Linked DNA regions of Ovis aries: region 1 is linked to region 2. The links are chromatin contacts, called in public Hi-C maps. All regions are on one chromosome and are shown on one strand. Each heading gives the region's core, a stretch centred on a gene start, on an enhancer-like site or on the middle of the called end of the contact. The rest is flanking DNA. Distances are from core to core; before and after follow the strand shown. Region 1 overlaps THOC1 (THO complex subunit 1). Region 2 holds the start of USP14 (ubiquitin specific peptidase 14).

What was found. Hi-C and Micro-C count contacts between places; a contact is called where the count stands out from the background.
Region 1: a Hi-C map of liver shows a contact between it and region 2, with 2.6 times the contacts expected there. The contact joins the enhancer-like site here to the promoter of USP14 in region 2. A contact is called at or near these places in 3 of 16 Hi-C or Micro-C datasets (hypothalamus, liver and skin fibroblasts).

The regions. Positions count from the first base shown.
Region 1 is chr23:35,627,384-35,631,984 of ARS-UI_Ramb_v3.0, reverse strand. It overlaps THOC1 (THO complex subunit 1), which reads left to right. Exons shown (of 21, transcript XM_027961077.3): 18 at 1,105-1,188; 19 at 2,180-2,327; 20 at 3,028-3,103; 21 at 3,606-4,012. The coding sequence ends at 3,901. USP14 (ubiquitin specific peptidase 14) reads right to left here. Exons shown (of 16, transcript XM_027961079.3): 16 at 3,898-4,601. Among named protein-coding and RNA genes, the nearest start is that of THOC1, 35 kb to the left of the region's middle. Within about 2 kb of position 1,989, at least 1 of the 54 cell types and tissues checked has an H3K27ac peak or open chromatin away from gene starts, as enhancers often do. A contact at or near this core is called in liver, where this site is marked.
Region 2 is chr23:35,588,035-35,592,307 of ARS-UI_Ramb_v3.0, reverse strand. It overlaps USP14 (ubiquitin specific peptidase 14), which reads right to left and starts at 1,395. Exons shown (of 16, transcript XM_027961079.3): 1 at 1,171-1,395. The coding sequence starts at 1,186. LOC132658500 (a long non-coding RNA gene) reads left to right here and starts at 393. Exons shown (of 2, transcript XR_009598215.1): 1 at 393-635.

The DNA of each region.
Region 1 (4,601 bases), core at 740-3,239, 39 kb before region 2:
CTGTTAAAAAAAGGGCCATGCGGAAGGAAGAGGGACTTGCTCACTGGCACAGGAAGCAAGGAGCTTATCCACTCCCACCTGAGATGTGGGCAAAAAGAAAAAGGTATTCCCTGAGGAATTATAACCATATCTGCTGTTATGTGGCCTCTAAGAGTTTAAACTTATACTGCCCGCAGCAGTGTGAAAGAACAACCTAAGCTAAGAGGGTGAACTAAAAACTCCCAGGCGGCTGGCAGAAAGCTTTTTCTAGCGAGAGGGGGAGATCACATCTTCTACCTAATTCACTCAGGGATTCTACAGATAAGTCTAAAGATAAGCGCACCATCCAAACCTAAAACCATGACTAAGAATCAACAGGTAGAATAAGCAACTAAAAGGAACATGACAGTCTCAAAAAGGACCAGGCAATTTGAAAAAAACAAGTAACTCTTCTAGCAACAAGAAATTATAGCCATTTTGTACAACACAGAGAATATAGCTAATGTTTTGTAATAACTGTAGATGGAAAATAACCTTTAAAAATTGGATAAAGATTTGATGTCTTTTTTAAAAAAGAAAACACAGCCAGTTGTCATTTCAGTATGACAAAATTTAAGTCTCTTTGGAGAGACCTTTTAGCCTGCTTGCGTGTATCAAATTTTACTTCTAAAGACAAATTGAAGAAAGATGCAGTTAAAAATCAATCATGCCACCACGGTAACAATCTAAACTAAACTCAGTGTGAAACCATATTGTCTGGGTCTCATTTCAGTTTGGTTCTGGTTTTTAAAAAAATTACCCATGGATGTGAAAACCTCCTGCTTGCTGGTCAAATTTAACTGCTCTCAAGCCCCGGGCCGCCCTCTGCGGCAGCGCTGCTGTACATGGCAGCACACAGCGCTGTGTGTTCCCCTCCAGGCTAGACTGTATATAACCGGGGCCAGGGGCACTACACTGCCCTCCACTGTCCCCTTGAGAAGTTCAGTTTTGCATCACCTCCTTAAAAATCTGAGTTCCTAAGTAATCCAGTTGTAAATCAGTGTGGTTAATACTAGAATCTTTATTGCCTCCATTTTATGAGTATTAAGCACATACATGATCTTCACTGGTTATTTTAACACCCAGGGAATACATGCCAACTTTGGAGGAATTCTTCGAAGAAGCCATTGAACAGGCAGACCCTGAAAACATGGTCGAAAGTGAATACAAGTAAGTAATGTTTCTCATGAGCTGATTTCCTCTATCTTAAGCACCGCATATATACCAGAACACTAAGGAAGACCACTGATACAAGTAGTACTTTTCGCTTAGATGAGGTTATCTTCCAGCTTCACGTTACTCCATGTCCTGATTTCAACGACCATTCCCATTTTGACAAACAAGCAACTTAGAATGCTTTCTGTCAGAAGTGGAAAGATCCCCTTAGAACCTGTCTGTCACCTCCTTTCCCTGTTCCCCTTCAGTTCACGGTATGTCCAACAGCCACTGACCTCGTGGGGGCATCCAGATCACTTGCAGAAACTTTTAAATGGAACAGATCTGTGCTCTGGATTCTCTGTGGCTCACCGATTTCTGGAACAGGATCTCTAGTCTTTCTTGCCATACTGTGTACCACCTGTTACTGCCACAGTGGAGCATCTGGCAGATTCTGTTCTTGGTGTCGGTGTTTACGGTCTAGACTACTGGCTGTGTCCTATCCACCAAGGTTGATACTGAGCAAATGAAAGTTTGAACGTTATATAAATTTCTTTAAAAAGCAGATAGTACATTACAGGGTGAAATCTGTTGGGTTTATAAAACATTCTGAAGCTCACAGCTGCAGGCAGCACTGCCAGTGAGGATAGAAACTCAGTGAGCCTCTGACTGTCTTTGTAAGTGGTGAGGCAGATGGCATCTGTCCTGCACACACAGCATCTGGCCAGTCCTGGACGCCTACTAATTGACCTTTAAATGTCTGTAAACTTTTAAAATGCATTTGCTGCCTATGAACCTGCCCCTTTGGACTCTGCTGGTTTCTATTTGTAAGTGAACTGCATGCTGAAAGGTTCTTTAGGGCTACGGTCAGTGTGAGAAGAATGGTGCCTTCAGCTACTGATCTGAGTGTAGAGTTTCTTCTGGTGAACTAAGTACATTAACTAGAAGAGAATATAAAAATTATAAATAACTATATAAATCACAAGATTGATGTCTCTTTTTACAGGGCTGTGAACAACTCAAATTATGGTTGGAGAGCCCTAAGACTGTTAGCACGGAGAAGCCCTCACTTCTTCCAGCCAACCAACCAGCAGTTTAAAAGTTTGCCAGAATATCTCGAAAACATGGTAATAAAGCTAGCCAAGGAATTACCAGTAAGTAGGAGTGATGAGTGTTTTATCCTTCAGTTGGTGTTCTCTTCTTTTGTAAAACTACTGTTGCTGTTTGAGCTAAGAGCTGAATTTCACTTTGATCATGTGGAAAAAATATGATCCACAAACCCCGTTGTTTCAGAATGAGGAAATGCCTTTGAGTATTCATTTATAGGAAGTATCAATACATAAACTGGTGAAGTAACTTCACGTGCTGTATTAAGTTGTTATACTTTGGTTACTCTTCCTGTTGGTCAATGCATCCTACTTTATCACAGGCAGGGCCCATGGGGTGGGGGTAGGCAACTTGGTCTATCTTCCTACTCTGTTCTCTTTTCTAATACAATATGGCAATAACTATACTGTATGCAAGCAACCAACAGTTACTCAGAGCATGTTGTCAAGCACATGGTTGGTCCCCGGTCTGCCCTAGATTGTTGTTACCACGTATGTGCTGGGCACGTGCAAGTCATCGCACCAGGCTTCCTACTGGCTCCCTTCTTCCCAGGCTGGGGTGAAGGGGGTCCTTCCAACCTCTGGTTGTCCCCGTCCTTCCTTCTCCAGGTTAACACTGTCCCACTGTGATCCTTACCTGATGTTCATGTTTAACATTTAACTGCAATCTCTTATCTAAGATCAAACTACCCGCACTTCTCTGATTTTAGAAGTTGGTACTCTAAGACATTCCTTTTACTCATTGTAGCCTCCTTCTGAAGAAATAAAAACAGGTGAGGATGAAGATGAGGAAGATAATGATGCTTTACTGAAGGAAAATGAAAGTAAGAATTGAATTTTCTTGGCTATTTTACAAAATTGGAAAAGATTGGGGTTCTTTGTTGAGAGGTACGTTATTTGATCTACTTCTCAACTTCTGTTTATCTCAGCTCTGTTTCTTATAGTGAGGAATCTAAAGCATTGCTTGATAACAACTTTTCCAATAGTGCATTTTATACAATAATATTAAGTGTTGGGAAGGAGAGCACTTACATTTGAATGCACCTCATACTTCTTAATTCTCGGGGTTCAGATTGGGGGCTGCTGGTTTCAGGGGAAACCTTCATGATTATAACACAGGCACCTTCATGATTATAACACAGGCAACAGCTTTAGTTTTACATCCCTAATGATCATAAGAATTCAACCAGGGGAAATATAAAAAGGAACTGTTCTACTTTTAAAATCAAGCTTACTGAAGTCTGAGTGGCCCCGTGTCCCATTATGGGCTTTGACTCATACACATCCTCGCATTTTGTTCGTAATTACTTCCCCTGTGTTTTCTAGGTCCTGATGTTCGTCGAGACAAACCTGTAACAGGGGACCAAATAGAGGTATTTGCCAACAAACTGGGTGAACAGTGGAAGGTCCTGGCTCCTTACTTGGAAATGAAAGACTCAGAAATTAGACAGATCGAGTGCGACAGCGAAGACATGAAGATGAGAGCCAAACAGCTGCTCGTGGCCTGGCAGGACCAAGAGGGAGTGCACGCAACGCCCGAGAACCTGATCAACGCGCTCAACAAGTCTGGGCTAAGTGACCTTGCAGAAAGTCTAACTAATGACAATGAGACAAACAGTTAGCTTCGTCCTTTTATTATTATTATTAAAACTGTGATAAGGTTTTGTTACCAAGCAGCATTTGATAAGAGGTCCACTGGTTTTGGTAAACAATAAACATTTTTATAACAGTTGTACAGTTGGCTGGTGCTCCACGAACAACAGAATGTTTGTTGGCTCTTGATGACTGACCTCAGGGTTTAGGGGGAGAAGTTGGGGAAATGGCCAGAATATTTTTGTTAATTATATATGTGTAAGTCAGTTAGCAATGTTCAGGGGCATGGTGTTCCCTGAATGCCATGAAGTTACAGAATTTAACTTGCTGAGAATCCCGCAATACTACTTTCTGAATCTGCATGACTGCTCTAGTCTCATATATGCTTTAAAGCAGAGGATCAGCAAACAGTGGTCCATTTGCCACCTCTTTCTATAAGTAAAGTGTTTACGGCACAGCCACACTGATCCTTACTTAAGTCCTTCCTACCTATGGACTCCTTTCATGCTACAAAGGTACCTACAAAGCTTAAAACGTATGAAAATATCTGGCCCACTACAGAAAAATGTGCCAACCCCCAAGCTTAAAAGAAAAGGGGTGAAGTATAAAACCTAATTCTTTTAGCCTTACAGGACTTAGGTCTCAAGTCACTTAAAACAGGGCTACATACCTCAGGGATTGCTGTGAAGTTCCAACGAGATGTGTGTGAAAGCGCCTTGCACACAGCTC
Region 2 (4,273 bases), core at 146-2,645:
TCAAATTTTTTATTGCATAAATAGAATATTTCAAGTACAGTTCTACTGTTAATTGTTAAGGCTTTCAGAAAGAGGTTGAACAATCATTAATAAAGCATTCAGGCACACAAGAGTTTTGAGGACATTACTCCGCTGTGGTTCCCCTTTTGCCTGGTAAAGCAATAAAGCTATGCTTTCCTACTTCATACTTCTCCCCCCAAAACAAAAAATCATTATTAAAGTATTTAATTCAAAAGCCTGGAATATCAAGAATCCACCTCGAGTTTTAAATATTATTCCTTTGTTTGATGTCAAAATGCTAAATGTTCACGAAAGGAATTAAGATAAGAGTGTCAATCATGACCAATGAATCACACACCCATAGCCAACTGGAACCACCACAGGTTTTAGGTGCCATTTTGAATCAAGACTGGGAGACAGCAAGGTCTATAAACTTCAGTAAAAACGTGATCCTGCCTCACACACTGGACTACCATCACGCCAAAGGGGGGGCAAAAAACTGTCAAACGCCAATCAAAATGAAATGATGCCCTGCCCGCGGATATTTGTATTCCTTCACCTCTCAAAAGCTAACACTGTGCTTCGGCCGTGGAAGCCCAAAACAATGTTTCATGAAACAAAAACGAAGCAAAAAGGTAAGTTCGCCATTTGCCTCGGGATAAAACTGAAATCGATGCAAAAGGGGCGGTGGCCGCAAAAAGTAAGCCGAGGGAAATCGCAAGAACGTCGGAAGCTAACCTCCCATCCCCGGCCCCTCCATCACTCCCTGGCCCAGGTTTCCCTTCCTGGCCGCCTCCCTCCCGCGGCTACCACTCGAGAAGCCTGGAAAATGCCACCGCACCTCCAGCCTGGTCCACCCTCACTCCACCCCGCACGCGAGGACAGCGACACAAACTATTCTGCAGAGTCACCACTCGGAGGGGGCCGACGCGAGCTGCTTCCCCACCTCGCCCCCCGCGCCCACCCCACCCACCCGGCGGCGCCGGGGGCCCCGGGCTCGCCTCGCGCCGCAAGGCCCGGAACTCGCGAGGCGAGAGGAAAGGGCACGGGGTCCCTCGGCGCCGCGGTCGTCCCACCCAGTGCTCGGCCGGGAGTCCGCCCCGCAGGCCGGGCCTACCCAGCGGCCTAGCTCCGGGCGGGACTGCGGGCGCGCGGCGAGGAGGGGCTCACCGGAGTAGAGCGGCATGGCGGGGCGCGGGAAGGCCGGGCCTAGCGAGGACGGCAAAGGGAAGGGGGCGCGAAGGAGGTGCGGTGGCGGCCGAGGCGGAGGCGCGGCGGTGGCGGTGGTTGCGGCAGACACGGTGCGACAAGAAACTCATTCAAACCGGCCCCTGGCGATGACGCAGCAGCACGCCGCCCTCCTGCCGAGCCACCGGGCGATTGCGGGGAGGAAGCGAGGCGGGGCCTGCGGGTGGAGAGATCAGAGCGGCCAGGGCGGCGGGAGAGGGGGCGCGCGCGGCTGCTGCGCCGCACAGGTGCGCGCCTGCGCACTGCGCCCCGCCTGCGCCCACCGGCTCGGGCTCCGCCCCGCCCCGCCGGGCCGCAGAGGGAGCCGGGGGGGACTTGGTGTCCCTGCGGCAGCCTCTCTAAAGAGTCTTCCACCCCTGTTTCCAAATGGCGGGGCGATCCAAGCTGCGGCTTTATTCTTTCTACTAAAGGAGCTGGGTGAAAACCCTTGCCCAGCTCCTCAACTTGGTCTCCTTATTAGTGAAAATGTCTAGCCCTCCCTTTCAGGATTTTGCACAAAAATTAACATCAAGGTACTTGGAGGGTATTTCATATAGGCTTGTCTTGGTGTTAACGTGTTACTGTTGTTTCTAACACCTGTTGGGACTCTAGGTTGGATCTAGTAAAGGAACAGACACAGCGCCCCTGACTGCCCCGCAGAAGACTTACTCGCAGCCTCCACTTAATTGTCCTCAACCTCTTTCCCCAGCCTGGAAAAGGAGGAAATGAGACTGGAAGGTTCCTGTTGTTATTTGGTTGCTCAGTCCCCTCTGACCCTTTTGCGACCCCACCTAGAATGTAGCCCGCCAGATTCCTTTGTCCGTGAAATCCCACGCAAGGATACTGGAATGGGTTGCTGTTTCCTTCTCCAGGACGGTTTCTGAGGCCTCTTCAAACTCAAGTTGTCATGGCTGAAATCAGTTTCATTCTAGATGAGCTATAGAGGAAATAGAACCTATAAATGAACGAAGGAATTTCGAAGAGGTCCAAATTAAATGTGTTTCCTGTAGAGGTTTTATAATGATCCTTTATACTGCAAAAGAGGAGCTGGGATTGTGGCAGTCTCAAAACTAAAATGGGCCATATTTCAACCCAGTTGGAGAGTGATTTCATCAGTCTACATCAGGAGTCTTATTCACCCTTCACTATTTCACTATTTAAGACCCAAAATGTGACCAAAAGGACACGAAGATGCTGTAGAACATTATTTAAAGTAACGTGTAATATTAAGTCATCATAGGTTCAGATTTTTTTTTAATTGGAGTATAGTTGAGTTACAATGTTGCATTCCTTTCAGATGTACAACAAACATATATATATATATACAAAAAATTCTATGTAGTATATATAGATTCTTTTTCAGAATCAGTTCAGTTCAGTCACTCAGTCGTGTCCCACTCTACGACCCCATGAACCCGCAGCACGCCAGGCCTCCCTGTCCATCACCAGCTCCCGGAGTCCACCCAAACCCATGTCCATCGAGTCGGTGATGCCATCCAACCATCTCATCCTCTGTCGTCCCCTTCTCTTCCTGCGCTCAATCTTTCCCAGAATCGGTCTTTTTCGGTATAGGTTATTACAATATTCTTAATATACTTTCCTATTCTATACAGTTGGTCCTTGTTTATCTATTTTATATATAGTCAGTTCAGTCGCTCAGTCGTGTCCGACTCTTTGTGACCCCATGAATCCCAGCACACTAGGCCTCCCTGTCCATCACCAACTCCTGGAGTTTACCCAAACTCATGTCCATCGAGTTGGTGATGCCATCCAGCCATCTCATTCTCTGTCGTCCCCTTCTCCTCCTGCTCCCAATCCCTCCCAGCATCAGGGTCTTTTCCAATGAATCAACTCTGCATGAGGTGGCCAAAGTATTGGAGTTTCAGCTTCAGCATCAGTCTTTCCAATGAACACCCAGGACTGATCTTTAGAATGGACTGGTTGGATCTCCTTGCAGTCCAAGGGACTCTCAAGAGTCTTCTCAACACCACAGTTCAAAAGCATCAATTCTTCGGCGCTCAGCCTTCTTCACAGCCCAACTCTCACATCCATACATGACCACTGGAAAAATATAGCCTTGACTATATTAAAAATATAGCCTTTTGAATATACTATCTAGGTTGGTCATAACTGTCCTTCCAAGGAGTAAGCGTCTTTGAATTTCATGGCTGCAGTCACCATCTGCAGTGATTTTGGAGCCCCCAAAAATAAAGTCTGACACTGTTTCCACTGTTTCCCCATCTATTTGCCATGAAGTGATGGGACCAGATGCTATCATCTTCGTTTTCTGAATATTGAGCTTTAAGCCAACTTTTTCACTCTCCTCTTTCACTTTCATCAAGAGGCTTTTTAGTAGTTCTTCACTTTCTGCCATAAGGGTGGTATCATCTGCATATCTGAGGTTACTGATATTTCTCCCAGCAATCTTGATTCCAGCTTGTACTTCTTCCAGCCCAGTGTTTCTCATGATGTACTTTGCATATAAGTTATATATAGTAGTGTCTGTTAATCTCAAACTAAACTATCCCTTGCCCCAATTTCCCCTTTGGTAACAGTAAGTTTGTTTTCTGTATCTGTGAGCCTATTTCTGTTTTGTAAATAAGCTCACTTGTACCATTTTTTAAGATTCCACATATATGATATTTATCTTTGTCTTAGTGTAATCATCTCTAGGTCCATCCATGTTGCTGTAAATTACATTATTTTATTCATTTTTATGGCTAAATGGGAAGGTATGGAATACATTGTGTATATAGAACCCCTCCATCCTTTCCCATTCATCTGTTGATGGGGCATTTAGGTTGCTTCCATGTCTTGGCTACTATAAATAGTGCTACAATCAACATTGGGGTGCATGTATCTTTTCAATTACTTTTCTCCAGACTTATTTCCAGGAATGGGATTGCAGGATCATATTGTAACTATTTTTAGCTTTTTAAGGAAACTCCACACTATTTTCCATAGTGGCTGCACCAATTTACATTTCCACCAACAGTGCAGGCGAGTTCTCTTTTCTCCATACCCTCTTCAGCATATATTACTTGTA